4 separate regions of the Sus scrofa genome follow, and all the other regions are linked to region 4. A link is a contact called in public Hi-C and promoter capture Hi-C data. All regions are on one chromosome and are shown on one strand. The core of a region is the stretch at or near the end of the contact, and the rest is flanking DNA. Distances in the headings are between cores, read along the strand shown.

The links. Promoter capture Hi-C pulls out the DNA fragments that hold promoters and counts their contacts. A called contact is a pair of places that touch in the nucleus more often than the background predicts.
Region 1: a promoter capture Hi-C map of fetal liver shows a contact between it and region 4, with 2.3 times the contacts expected there. The contact joins the promoter of ZSCAN26 here to the promoter of LOC110261664 in region 4. A contact is called at or near these places in 2 of 5 promoter capture datasets (fetal liver and liver) and 1 of 47 Hi-C or Micro-C datasets (heart right ventricle).
Region 2: a contact with region 4 is called in a Hi-C map of skeletal muscle, with 10 times the contacts expected there. The contact joins the promoter of ZNF322 here to the promoter of LOC110261664 in region 4. A contact is called at or near these places in 3 of 5 promoter capture datasets (fetal liver, fetal skeletal muscle and liver), 1 of 47 Hi-C or Micro-C datasets (skeletal muscle) and 1 of 2 datasets of contacts at active chromatin or transcription factors (alveolar macrophages).
Region 3: a Hi-C map of heart right ventricle shows a contact between it and region 4, with 2.6 times the contacts expected there. The contact joins the promoter of ZNF389 here to the promoter of LOC110261664 in region 4. A contact is called at or near these places in 1 of 5 promoter capture datasets (fetal liver) and 2 of 47 Hi-C or Micro-C datasets (embryonic fibroblasts and heart right ventricle).

Annotation. Positions count from the first base shown.
Region 1 is chr7:22,113,415-22,117,029 of Sscrofa11.1, forward strand. It overlaps ZSCAN26 (zinc finger and SCAN domain-containing protein 26), which reads left to right and starts at 1,354. Exons shown (of 4, transcript XM_021099811.1): 1 at 1,354-1,479.
Region 2 is chr7:21,141,251-21,144,804 of Sscrofa11.1, forward strand. ZNF322 (zinc finger protein 322) reads right to left here and starts at 2,154. Exons shown (of 2, transcript XM_021099814.1): 1 at 1,982-2,154.
Region 3 is chr7:22,005,279-22,008,696 of Sscrofa11.1, forward strand. It overlaps ZNF389 (zinc finger protein 389), which reads left to right and starts at 2,106. Exons shown (of 2, transcript NM_001145130.1): 1 at 2,106-2,154.
Region 4 is chr7:21,630,438-21,633,852 of Sscrofa11.1, forward strand. LOC110261664 (histone H3.1) reads right to left here and starts at 2,030. Exons shown (of 1, transcript XM_021099837.1): 1 at 1,524-2,030. The coding sequence starts at 1,989. The coding sequence ends at 1,579. It overlaps LOC100622387 (histone H2A type 1), which reads right to left. Exons shown (of 1, transcript XM_003356570.4): 1 at 2,430-3,415. The coding sequence ends at 3,069.

The sequences.
Region 1 (3,615 bases), core at 104-2,603, 480 kb after region 4:
TGCTTTTTATAGAAAAAGCAGATTTTTCATATAAAAATCAAATATGTGTTTCCCTTTCAGGACAGTATTTAATTTCTCATTAGTAAAATATTTGTATTGACTGGATTTGTTAGCCTAGGGAAATTTTTTTAAGTAAATATATATTACTTTAACTTTTAAATGGTATTTTCAAACTTCTGACACTCAAGAATAACCCCCCTTCTGATAATGGAATTTTTTTTTTTCCTATGATCTTTTCGGTCTTGAACACACTATAAACCTTGTCATAAAACAATGGTTAGTATAGTATTGTTTCAAAATCATCAGCTGATTAAACCAAAGTTTTTCAGATTTTTAAAAGGGTTAATTTTGTTCAGAAAGTATAAAAATACAGTTTGTGATGAGGTGGGCAAAATGGAGTATTTCTGTTTTTTTCTGCAGACTTTATTTTGGTAGTGATATCTGATGTCCAGCACACCCCACCCCCAGCCCACTTATACAGCAGAGACTAATCTGATTATTCTCTCCCATAGTAATAGACTGTAACAAAGGAGGACCCTATGGGGCCTTCCTGGAACATACACCTGCCCCGGTGTCCTCTGCTGTAACTTCTCTCTGAAGTACCTAGATAATAGTCTCTGATGAACTCTTTCTAAGTTGTTTTACAGGTGCTAAAATTACCACCAAATGGGAGAAATTAACTACTTGATGGTCATGAGCTCCCAGACCTACAGGTTCCTAAGGACTAATAACTGTTGATGCCCTGTTACCTCAACATCAACCAGTCAGAGAATTGTGCTCCAGCTGATCACGTACAAAAGAGCCCACTTTCCTTACCTGGTTTTTAAAAATGCTTTGCTGAAACCCTTTGGGGAGATCCGGGTGTTTTGAGCACAAGCCTCTCCCTGCAATAAGCATTTTCCTGCTCCAAACTGTGATGCTTTGGTTGTGTGTCTGGCACACGAACTTGCGTTTGGTAACAATTCTTAATTTTTTTATTACTTTAAACATTTCAATCCAAATAGATGTTCATTGTTCAATTGAATCTTCAAAATACTTAAATATTTATTTTTGCCACTGTATCTGATGACTTTCTATATTGGGGAGAAATGATAAAAATATGTGCCTATGTTTTAAATATGTGGGTGGGAAAAGTGGAATGCTGGCTGTTTGTAATAATACTAAAGTGACCTGGCCTGTTTTTACACGAATAAAATAAATTTCGGTTTAAAAAAATAATAAAAAAAAAAAAATCTAAGTTCTCGCCGGCACTCCCCTTCCAGCCTCAAGGCTGGGAGAACATCCAACCAACGCGGGGAGCCTGGCCTCCTTAAGCGAGGCGAGAGCAGGAGGACCACAGAGCCGCGGTCCTCCGGAATTCCTAGAGCGGACGCTCAGGTGCGCCGTGGTGCGAGGGCGGAGCTAAGATGCGCCGCTCAGCAAAGAGATAAGACCGTGGTTCTTTAGAGCGTGTGGCTGTTCCTGCGGGTCCTTGGAGAGGTGAGTGGTGACTGTGCTCCAGGTTGGGGAGGAACGGCGGCCGGTGGGCTGGGGAACATCTGATTTGACTGAGGTTGGGGGTCCAGAGAAGCCTTACCCGGCGGAAGGGTTGTGTGGACTGGGGGCGTGTGTGGAGGCGGGCGGGGGTGTCAATCCTGCGGCCTAGGAAAGGGGTGAAGCTGTGGATGTAGTTTCAGGGCACAACCTTCTGCTAAATATTTTTCATCCATTGAGCTCAGTTTTAAATATGTAGTAAGATAAGTCTTAGATGGTAGCATTTGAACAGAAACCTGAGGGAGGTTACAAGACCTATGTAGCCTTTGGGGGCACGAACTTTCTAGGCAGGGGGAGTAGCAAGTGCAAAGGCCCTAAAGCAGGAGCTTGCTTAACATGTTCAAGGGATAGCACGGAGACCCGAGTGGTTGGAGCACAGTGAATAAGAGGGAAGTGTGTAGAGGATGATATCAGAGACTGGGGGGTAGGGTGGCAGGAGGCGTGTAGAAAAAGTACGTATTTTGTTGTGTAAGAAATTTGGTCATTTCTTGCTGCGAAGAGTTTTCGGAAGATTTTGAGCAGAGGAGGAACATCTGACCTGTTTAAAAGCATCTGCAGCTGGGAACTCATCAGGCTATAAAACTGTAGCGGGGGCGGACAAGAATGGAATCAGGTGATTCCCAGGCAGAAAAAAGCTCATGTCCCAGTTTGAAGGCTTTCAAGCAAGGAGAATTCTTTCTTACTTAGGGAATAATTAGCCTTTTTGTTCTATTCTGGCCTTCAACTGGTTGGATGAAGCCCACTCCTTTCAGAGAGGCTGATCTGCTTTACCCAGTCAACTAATGTAAATGTTAATCTTATCCAAAAACACCCTTCCAGAAACACCCAGAGTAATGTTTGGCCAGATATCTCGGTACCCAGTGGCCCAGTCAAGTTTCACATAAAATTAACCACCATAATACCAAATGTTAATTTTCTGGCAAACAGCCATTACTTTCGTGGACTTTTTTTTTTTTTTACACACTTCCATTAAGAATACAGTTGACCCTTGAACAACACGGGAATTAGGACTCCTATCCCAGGGCATTCGAAGATTACATTGGACTCTCTCTATTCCGGGGGCAAATTTGCAGATTCATCCATCATCAGTTTGTGTAGTACTGTACTACATAGTTATTGGGAAAAAAAAATCCACATGGACCTGCACATTTCAAACTGGTGTTGTTCAAAGGTCAACTGCGGCAGGGTTGGCTTTTTGAATTTTAAGTCTTTTTTTTTTTTTTTTTTTTTTTTTTTAACGGCCACACCTGCAGCATATGGAAATTCCTGGGTCAGAGATTGAATCTGGGGCACAGCTGCGACCTATACCACAGCTCTGGCAATGCCGAATACTTTAACCCACTGTGCTGGGCCAGGAGATTGCTGGCCCTCAGCAGTGACCTGAGCTACTTCAATCAGATTCTTAACCCACTTTGCCACATTGGGAACTCCTTAGGTCCATTTTTTACAAAGAAAAATAAATATCGGTGATACTGTATACACATCCAGGAATATATAACAGCAAGTTGTATTTGGAGCCTAATTGGGCAGAGCCACTAATTGAGTGAGCCTCATGGATATTGGTTCAGAAGTGTGTATCAATAGTCAGCAGACACAATTTCACCGATCTTTAGGGTCACTCAAGAGTAGTCAAAATCAAGAATGCTAAGTCCACGTATACCGAGAGCCTATTTCAAAGGATGGTGTAATTCTGAGTTCATTTTTGACATGTTTGGTTTGAGAGGCTTTTTTAGGGTATCTAGGTACCAGATAGCCAAAAGGAAATACAGATCTGGCAGTATTGAGATAATCTGGGCTGAAAAATAAGGAGGACATCCACATAAACATACCTGTCCTCTACATTACCCCCCTCCAGCTTATGTCCTATGCCTCTCCTTCCTTTCAATGTCCTATCTTTTAAAAGATTAAATTTTTGCCTACTTTTGGCGTTTTCTCATTTTCCTGTGTCAAGGTGACTGTTTTCCCTATCCCTAGACCAGAATTGCCTTCGCAGCAGTGCAATGACCTCTGCGTTTTTTAACTAAGTGTATATGTCAGGTTGTAGGTTAACCCCCCTTGCTGTAACATTTCACACTCTTGAAC
Region 2 (3,554 bases), core at 904-3,403, 490 kb before region 4:
TGTCTTTTGTTCATTGCAATATTCCAAGGGTCTGGGATATATTTGTTGAGTGAAGGAAAAATATGAGTGAATATCAGAACGAAAAAGAGCCATCCTCATCCTCTGGGCCCCAGCAACAATATAACAGGCTAAACAAGTAGCCCTGACTGGTCTATCTGGCAAACTCAAATATATCCTTCAAAGATCCTTCTCTAAGAGGTTTTTCTTATGTCATCCTAGGAAAAGACTATTCCCCTCTTCCATGGCTAGGGTCAGAATGTACAGAATAGGCAGGCAGGCAGGCAATGTTAAGTCCAAGCAGACAGGCTGAGCATAGAACTTCAAAGTCCAAGGCTTTCCTTACAGTTAAGGGATGTCTGGGACAAGCAGATAAAGTCAATAAAGCATTAGCTAAAGAACAGATAATGCTTACTGTATCAGGCCCTAGGTTAGGAATTATCTCCTTTATCTTTCCTTGATTACATGGATAATCTCATTTAATCTTCCCAAGAACACTGTGAAATAGGTATTAATACCATGTTTGTACCTTACAGAAAACCTGAGGCTGAGGGCAGTTAAATAACCAAGCAAGAACTCAGCAGCAGGGCCAGTATTTAAATCTCTATCTTCTGACTCCAAGGCCTGCCTAAGTTAATTGAGCATACTGCCTTTTGGGGGCTGAAAATCAATCACAAATTAATTACTAAAAGCCTACTGTGAATGAGCATGCTGGAAAGCAGTAGAAAACACACTTAAATTGGCAGGAGAGAACTCAGTTTTATCACTCTGTTATCTCAAGAACTAAGAAAGGGTCATTCCCTTTTTCAGTGTATCTTTTCCCATTCCTTCTTGTCCTCTCCCAGCCTCCTCTCCCTCATTAAAAATCCACCATTTATATAGAAACATACAGCTTGATATACTACTTACCGTAACAACAGAGACTTAAGACTGTTTCCTTTTGGCTCCAAAAGGTCTCTAGACCATAACTAAGCCCAACACTCAAGTCTTCCCTCTCCTAGAGAAAAAAAAATCAATAACGTAGAAAATAATTTTTGTTATTTTCTAAAAACGAAATTTATCATTTTTCTGGAGCTAGACATCAAAAAATTGGTCCCATTTATACTCCCCGCTCTAATCAATATCCTTCGACCATAACTTACTTTTTTCTACCTTTGCTTACATTGTTTTTCTTGCAAGAAGTACCTGACACTAGCAGCCATCGATCCCTTCGCAAACAGCTCCCAACATCCAGAACCCTTCTGAGTAAGGACTAACTTTAATTTCATAGTAAAGCCCTGAGTCCTGTTCTACTTGTTCTAATTTTTCTTCTCCGTAAAGTGTATTACCGCAACTTCTGAGGTCAATGACCCTTGTTCTACCACTATAAACCTCAACATGCAGTTGATAAGTGCATAAGATACAAAATTATATATAACGCCGTTTCCAAAAATGGTCATTCGAGTAATCAAACCAGATTCCCTGCATACAGATTCGACTGCAACATGACCAATTTGCATTAAAGATGCGGGTGGGCGGTGGGTGGGGAACTCCATTCAACGTCCATAGGGGCTTTTTCCCCCAAAATAAAAGACACAGATCGCTTAGAAAACTGTCTGGCAGTGTTTACTATTATTATCTTCAGGAACGATAGTACTAAGCTTCTCTTCTTTCAACTTTTCATTGACCACCTTTCAGTCCGCCGTCAGGGGGTTCCCAGACCCCACAGGGTCGCGAGCAACGGGGGCTGCTCCTACGAGGCAGAGGCCTGGGGGGGGGGGGTGTCTCCGGTCCCGCTGGACTCCTGCCCCATCCCTGGCTCCGCAGGCCATGCCCCTCCCAGGCCCCGCGGGCCGCGCTTACCCCAGCAGCAGCGGCACCGCCCCTCCGCCTGGAACGGCACTTCCGGTTACTCTCCGGACACTCGGATTTGGGCTTCCCGGCGGCCGCAAACTGCGGGCAGTGAATCTAAGGGCCCACCTTCGGGAAAAGAAGGAAAGCAAACCTGTGAGGCCAACGAGAGCCAGAAGCAGCTCCCTTTGCGCGGCTCGGCGAGAGCAGTTGGGGCCAGGCCATCCAGTGGGCGCTTTCAGGGCCGACAAGGCGAGCTACCCTTGTCCTTTCAGCCTGGCCGGGAAGCTGCAGGCGCAGCCCCGCCCCCGCGAATCACATGATCATCCCTGGTTCAGCAACTAGGGCTCTCCACCCCCGGCCTCTGGGCCAATAGGGGCCGAGCCTCTGGAACAGGGGCGGGGCCCCGGGGCGCCTGCGCTCCCGGGCCCTTACTGTTTCCGGGCGGAGCGGGCCAGGACTTTACTTAGGGGTTCTTTCTGACGCGGCGAATGTCCGCGATTGACGAGAGGTCCTCGCTGCCAACTTGTCTAAGGAGAAGCAAAGCTGTTTAATATTAGTTGCCGACTTCTGTTTCCTCAAGGCTGCTGAATGAGGTTTCGAAGCAGGAGTAGCGTCAAAAGAGATGGATGTCGCCGACCCTGAGGAAAACACCCCGAAGGATCTGGAAGAAATAGAGGATCCCAAAGCACAGTGGAAGCGCACTGTCACCGAAGATGTGGCCAGAGAGATGGATGAAATGCTTTAAAAGGGGGGTGGTGTTGTCTTTGTGTGGGTGGAGAAAACTGCGGAGGAGGATAGGACTGCTCTGATAGTAAGAGGTTTCTCAGCCATTTCTGATTGTGTTTCTGGGCTAGAATCATCTTAAGTAATATCCTGAGTTTGGGTTGTAGCAGAAATGAGGTTTCCTTCAGAATGAAGTAAATATATAAACATATGTATGTATATATAAAAATACCTCCTACTGTTCAATCTTTCAATGAAAAAAGAAGTTTCCTAAAAGCCCTCAGACATCAAAAGGAAAGGATGAGTATGAGAAATGTAGAGGGCTGAAGCCTGGATAATGTGACCAAGGTCTTGGATTGGGAAGAAAAAACTTGAGGTTAGGGAATGGTGAGGGTCTTAACAGTTATATAGTTAATTCATATGGGTTAATGAGTTAAATCACGATTAACTAATCATGTTCCTAATTCTGGAATTCTTTCCCAGAGGATCTGCACCTTAGTTTTATGTTTGTTTTTAATGAAAATTTCCAAGTAGGCCCAAAATATTCTATCCAGAGCCATTTTAATACTTGGAATAATTTTAATACTTTAGAGTATATGTTCCAGACATTGTTCTCTGCATTTTCCATATATTATCTAACTTATAACAAATTCTATGAGATGTTTATTATTTTTATCTTAGGAGAAAACTGGTGCAGGAAGAGATTAACTTACTCAAAATCACACATTTATTAACTAGTGAATCTGAAATTTTGAACAGTCCCACCAGAGCTCATGCTTGCTATCATTGTACAAATATGGCTACATCAAGAGTGGTGACTGTATTGTAGAAATGTACTGAAACAAGAATTAAGTGAACTGAGTTCTGATCCCTGCACTGCATATAAGAAAGTATCAGTAAGTGTTGAACTGTTCAGCTTTTTCCTTAAAGATACACTGACCTGAGCAAAGTGTTCATTAGATTCATTGTGGTATTCACTCAACAAATGTTTATTGAGTGCT
Region 3 (3,418 bases), core at 856-3,355, 370 kb after region 4:
TTTTTCTAGATGATTACTCAGTTCTCCCCATACATTTATTGAAAAGTCTGTTCGTCTTTTTCTGTCTTTTGTCTTTTTAGGGCCACACCCATGGCATATGGAGGTTCCCAGGCTGGGGACCAATCAGAGCTGTTGCTGCTGGCCTACGCCAGAGCCACAGCAACGCCAGATCCGAGCCGTGTCTGCGACCTACACCACAGCTCATAGCAATGCCAGATCCTTAACCCACTGAGCAAGGCCAGGGATCCAACCCACAGCCTCATGGTTCCTAGTTGTATTCATTTCTGCTGCGCCAAGACGGGAACTCCTGTTCATCTTTTTCTTACTGATTTGCTCCCTTTATTATATGCTGGACTTCTTCTTGTGATTGTGAAATGGCACAATGCCCTATGGTCCTCCCCCCGCCCCCATGTCCTCTGCCTGCCTTTTGTCTGTAGAATAACTTTAGTCAAAGAATAGGTTTAACCAGAGAAGTGAGAAAACACTCAAAAGGAAAACAAACGAGACCAAATAGTAATAGTTTAGTCATTAAACAAAGTCAAGGGCTTAGTTCCTCCTCAAGGGCTATACATAATATTCTGAGCCATATCCTGTGAGCCAAAACCCGCATCAGGTAGAAGGTCACTGCACGATGACCAGACTGTAGCCTTGACATAAGCCGCCCACAATTCCAATTGGCCTCAAAGAAACGAGGACAAACCAGCCCTGGAACTGAAGACTAACTATTCTTAAACAATCAAGATGATGCTGATCAGACCACCATATGACCAATTTCAAGATGACTGTCAGAGGTGATCATGCTGCTTCTGCCTATGAAAGCTCTTGCCTACTGATTGTCAGTGGAGGGAGTCAGACTTGGTAAAGGAGTAGCCTTCCCTCCCCCATCACCAGCCTCCGAAATAAAGCAAACTTTCCTTTCCACAGATCTTGCCTCTTTATTGGCCTTAGAGTGGTGGAGCAGCCCAACCCTTTCATAACGTTTGCTTCTATTTCCTTTTTTTTTTTTTTTTTTTTTTGTCTTTTTATTTTTTTAAGGGCCTTGCCCACGGGATATGGAAGTTCCCAGGCTAGGCGTTGAATTGGAGCTGCAGCTGCTGGCCAGAGCCACAGCCACAGCCACCACGACTCGGGATCCAAGCCACATCTGTAATCTACACCACAGCTCATGGTAATGCCAGATCATTGACCCACTAAGTGAGGCCAGGGATTGAACCTGCATCCTCATGGATACTAGTTGGGTTCATAACTCACTGAGCCACAATGGGAACTCCCAACATTTGCATCTATTTCTGAACTTTCTATTCTGTATCATTTGTATGTCTATCTCACCTACCAGTACTACACTGTTTAATTATTAAGGCTTTATAATATGTTTAAAATCCTTTAGGACAAGTGCCCCTTCATCTCCCTTCTTTTTCAGTTTGCCCAGGCAGTCTTCAACTCCAAAAATCTACTTATTAAAGATTTGAATTGTTATTTGAATAGCGCTAAATTTACAATTAATATAGGGGAGGTCTCTGGTGGCCCAGTGGTTAGGGACTTGGCTTGTCACTTTTGTGGCCCGGGTTGGATCCCTGGCCTGGGAACTTCCGAATGCTTCAGACTTGGCCAAAAAAAAACAAACAAAGCACAACAAATTAATATGGGGATTACTTTCTGAGACTTAAGCCCTCAGGAGCTATATTTGCTGGTCCCCCTGGAAGGAACTGGACTGTTACAGATCTAGGTTCAAATTTCACCTCTGCTCTTTTATTAGTTGTCCAGCTCAGAAAAGTTATCTGTTTGGTGGCATTCCCCGACGGTTGTGGATGTTCCCAGACCACTGACCAGAGCAACAGCGACAATTCGGGATCCTTAACCTGCTGAGCCACCAGGAAACTCTTCGGGTTTCTTATATATGAGAGGAGGACTGTAACGTCTGCTCTGCAGGATTAAGGGAGGTAAAAAACCTAAAATGCCTTCTGGGTAAATAGAACCCTTTCCTCTCTCCTTTCAGGTCGTCGGCTCACGAACCACCGAACCACCGAGAGGGAAGCCTCCAGGATCCTAGAGCGACCACCAGGTGCCGGGGGGCGGGGTTCCGCGGAAGTCGACCTCTGCAGGCCAGTGCAGGCGTTAAACGGACAGTGAGGTCACGAGATCACAGTTTTCCAGGTAAGTGCTCCCTCGTCTTTTCCCTCGGGTTTGGAGTGAGCGCTGGGGCGAAGAGCCACAGAGGGGGTGACTGCGCGCTGCGGCTCCTTGCCTCATGCCCCTCGATCCGGCGCCCGACCCGTGTCCTCCACCGTCTTCGCCTGCTCCTCCCTTCTCTTTTGCTCCCTTTTTCTTCCCCTTTTCTCCGCCCTCCCCCCTCTTCTGTCCCTTCCTCTGGGCCGTTGCTGTGCTAATATTGCCACCTCCCCAGAGACACCCCCCCCCCGCGCCCCCGAGTTCCCCACCTGCAGCTCAGAGGCTCGGAGGACTCACCGTCTAGCGAGTGACCCCCTTGGCTTTTCCGGCCGGGTCCCGATTTCCCGGCGCGGGAAAGGGAGGGACGGAGAGGGAGATCTTTTCTCTTGTCCCTGGGCCCTTCGCTCTCCTTTGTGTTGTTGTAATCTTGGTAGCTGAGGGACCTTTGGCAACTTTACTTAGATGTTCTTGAAATATTTTCGTTTTGCCTCAAAGAGAAAGTCAGTTTAGCTGAATGTTCTGTTCATGGAAACTCTTCTTTTGGTATCTATATTCCGTTCCGCTTCGCCCCCCATCCTTTTTCTTGAGTTTCAAAGATGAGAGCAAATGTCTTTCGCGTTGATAGCTTTTCTTCGAAATTAAAAATATTAAGGTATCTGATAACAGCTCAGAAAGGTACTTGGTACATAATTGTAGCCTTAAGATATTTTACTCAGGAAAAAAATCATTTATTTTTCTTTGTAGTTTCCTGAAGTTAGTATCAGCAGTTTGGGGCTGGGAGGGGAGTATATTAGGGAAAAGAGGGCGCATTGAGGCAGCTAACCGCAGGAAAGGCTAATTCAAGTGTGAGCAAGCTACAGAACAGAAGGGGTTTGGGTAGGACCAGCTGCTTCCATGGTAACCATGTTCCTGGACTCTAGGCTAGGGTTCATTTGCGTGTGACCTGCGCCCTGAGTGAACCTTTTTCAAACCTGATAGAACAGCATCACTCAGAAATGGTACAATTCCTAAGCCGTGGAGGGTGTAGTGTCCATGACAGTAAACCTGTGCTTGATTTGTGGGGCTTGAAACTGATTTAAGAAAATCAGAGGCTCTACTTGTTTGGGTAAAGAAGTACTGGAAGGAGTTCCCATTGTTGCGCAGCAGCAGCGAATCTGGCTAGTAACCATGAGGTTCTGGGCTTGATCCCTGGCCTGTTAAGGATCAGGCATTGCCGTGAGCTGTGTGTAGGTCACAGACACAGATCAGA
Region 4 (3,415 bases), core at 780-3,279:
AAGAGCTTTATCTTGTAAGGTTACCAGGTGCTGCTGTTAAACAGTGAGAAATGCAATTCTCGTGAGAACAAAAATGTTGTCTGAACACCCTGTTTTGTTTTCTTGGTAAACAGTTACACCTTCAGCCAGATCTGGCATTGATTTTCAGAGTTGTATAAAAGAAAATGAGTGTCAGTACATTTGAGGTCTTCCCAGTATCTTAGGATTCTAGGCAAAACATCATTGCCTTAATTAACCTAGATGTGCTCTGTCCCTCCTGGGATAATGGACAGTTCAAATCAATAACTGATTAAAACATGAATGGTGCCTATTTTTCCATGTGCTGGAAGATACATTGGAGAACAAAAGTGAACAAGAACTCAGCTCCCTGACTTTCTACATCCTAAATAGGGGAGAGACTTAATAATCTATGCTCTGAATCCCAGTTTACCTAGTTGGCCTAGTTCCTTTTCTGTTGACTGATTCCTTTTGTAATGGAGCGCTTTGGGGCTCCTGGGCACAAAAGCTTTTCCATGTCCCCCATTTCTTGTTTTTAGGAAATGGGCCTCATTCAGCCTCCCTGGCCTTCCTTTAATTCCAAGGGGGCAGGTTCAGACCATTGCTGATCAGGGAAGAAACGGGATGCAAAGACAAGGGAGCCAGTCAAGCAACAACAGCACAGCCTTGGTGGAGTCCTGGTTCCCTCTCAAGGGATACACATAACGCTGGAGGCATCTTATACACCTAAGAGAAAATTATATTCCTTATACTTCTTTTAGAAATGAAGACTTTAAAACTGAACAGCTTGGAGCCCTTCCTTGTGCTTCTCCCTCATTGTATTGCACCCTAAATACAATCACCTGTAAGCAAAGATTAGGTACCCTGAGCACAATTGCCTGTGGCTGAAGATTATTAGCACGTGATGTATTTCAGGAACTTTCCTAATTTGCTTTAATCCCTGATTAATATATGCCCTTTTTGCAAGTATTGCACCAGGATCTTGTCAAGATCTCCTGATGCCAGGTTCTGTTATGGTCACAAAGATTCCCCCAAAGAAAGTACACCTGTTTGCCCCAATCCTGATTCCTTTCTGAAACCCTGTTTTTCTCCTTAGAGTCTATAAAACCCTCAGCAATTCTTCCCCAAGGGAGGGCAGTCTTTAGGGCAATAGCTTGCTGTGGCCTTCTTTGCCTGGTAAAATCTTAAAAGCTATTTCTTCTTCACCCAAAACTTTCTCCGCCTTTCTACTTGGCACCGGTGAAGAGAGGCCAAACTTAGCAACACTTTGTGAAATCCTTAGCTCGATTTTTCAGGGTACAAGCAAACACTGTTGCCTTTAAATTTTCAAGACTTTTAAATTTTATCTTTGAATAGTAAAGGAATCATGGTATTATATTGCCTTGGCAAATACTTAGCCTAGTTTGAGTGACAAAAAACGGCGAATCTCGCGTTAGAAACCTTTCCTCACCCCATCCCCCATTTACTAAAGACCGAAGCAAGCGTAACAGCCACTCTCAGTGAGAACAGAAAGTGGCTCTTAAAAGAGCCTTTTGGGAGGGAGAAAGCGAATACGTCCAAGGCAAATTAGGAAGGACAACTTTACGCCCTCTCCCCGCGGATGCGGCGAGCCAGCTGGATGTCCTTGGGCATGATGGTGACGCGCTTGGCGTGGATGGCGCACAGGTTGGTGTCCTCGAAGAGCCCCACCAGGTAGGCCTCGCACGCCTCCTGCAGCGCCATCACGGCCGAGCTCTGGAAGCGCAGGTCCGTCTTGAAGTCCTGCGCGATCTCGCGCACCAGCCGCTGGAACGGCAGCTTGCGGATCAGCAGCTCCGTGGACTTCTGGTAGCGCCGGATCTCGCGCAGGGCCACCGTGCCGGGCCGGTAGCGGTGCGGCTTCTTCACGCCGCCGGTGGCGGGCGCGCTCTTGCGGGCCGCCTTGGTGGCCAGCTGCTTGCGCGGCGCCTTGCCGCCGGTGGACTTGCGAGCGGTCTGCTTGGTACGAGCCATAGAGAGAGATCTGACGCCGCGAAAGAAGCAATGGAGAACTGATGCCAGGACCAGACTTTATAGTCATGATCCAATCCTGATTGGTCAGAACTGTTGCAGGAGTAACCTGATTGGTTTTTGGTCCAATCTTCGTTTGGTTCTTACTGCCTCTAAAAAGGTTTTACTTTCCGTAATGTTTTTAACTTTCTATTTTTACAGTAAGGAATTATAGCTGTACTCTCCTGTCTGAGTTTACGGTTTTCGACCCAAACGTTAAGATTTCACCAGAGGAGAAAGGGAATTTGATCCACAATTTGTGGCGGTCAGCGCCTAAATTTTTATAAAAGAAATGCATTTTCAGTGGAGACCCCCCCCTTACAGATTGATATGGGAGAAAATTAGAGCAGAATAATGTATTCATCATTTTCTCTAAAAAGTAGTTCCATTTCACTACATCAAAATCTGTTTTTAATGAATGTACCAAATAATTCAAAGTAAAGTCAATATACACTCTCGCACCTGAACACAGAACTGGGCTACAGCGTTGTGTAGGGAAGGGAGGATACTTGATGTGGGCTTGACTAAATACTAGTGATTATCTCAACTCATTAATGGGTTGTGATGCAATTAAACGGCTGATTGGACTTTAACATGTAAATTGTGTACTTATCAGCAGGCCTGAGGGAAGAGAGGTTTACACTGACTAGTGATTAGGTGTTTTCCTATAAATGCTCTTTCGAAAAGAGCTTTTGAGTGTGGAGTTTTAGTTGGCCAATGGACCACTGGGTTCCAGTGAGACAAATTTTAAAAATGGTTTAGTACATTTGCTGGAGCAAGTAATCACCCCAAATGCGTCCCGGGGAGACAATAAAGGCGGGTGAGTTCATGGGTTTGCAATTGAGTAAACTTCAAACAGGCCTCTACCTTAAAAGTCAACACGTGCCTGGTCAGTTCCAAAGGAAAACTACGTTTTTTACATATTGTAAACTTAACCAGGTATTCGTGGCAGGTTTTACAAAAGTGCTCAGTTCTTCCACAGAAATGGTGGGCGGCTCTGAAAAGAGCCTTTGTTCTTTGAGGTTGAAGTATGAATTAAGGCCTTATTTGCCCTTGGCCTTGTGGTGGCTCTCGGTCTTCTTGGGCAGCAGCACCGCCTGGATGTTGGGCAGGACGCCGCCCTGAGCGATGGTGACTTTGCCCAGCAGCTTGTTGAGCTCCTCGTCGTTGCGGATGGCCAGCTGCAAGTGGCGCGGGATGATGCGCGTCTTCTTGTTATCGCGAGCCGCGTTGCCCGCCAGCTCCAGGATCTCGGCCGTCAGGTACTCCAGCACCGCCGCCAAGTACACCGGCGCCCCAGCTCCAACCCGCTCGGCATAGTTGCCCTTGCGGAGCAGGCGGTGCACTCGGCCCACCGGGAACTGGAGCCCGGCTCGCGAGGAGCGGGTCT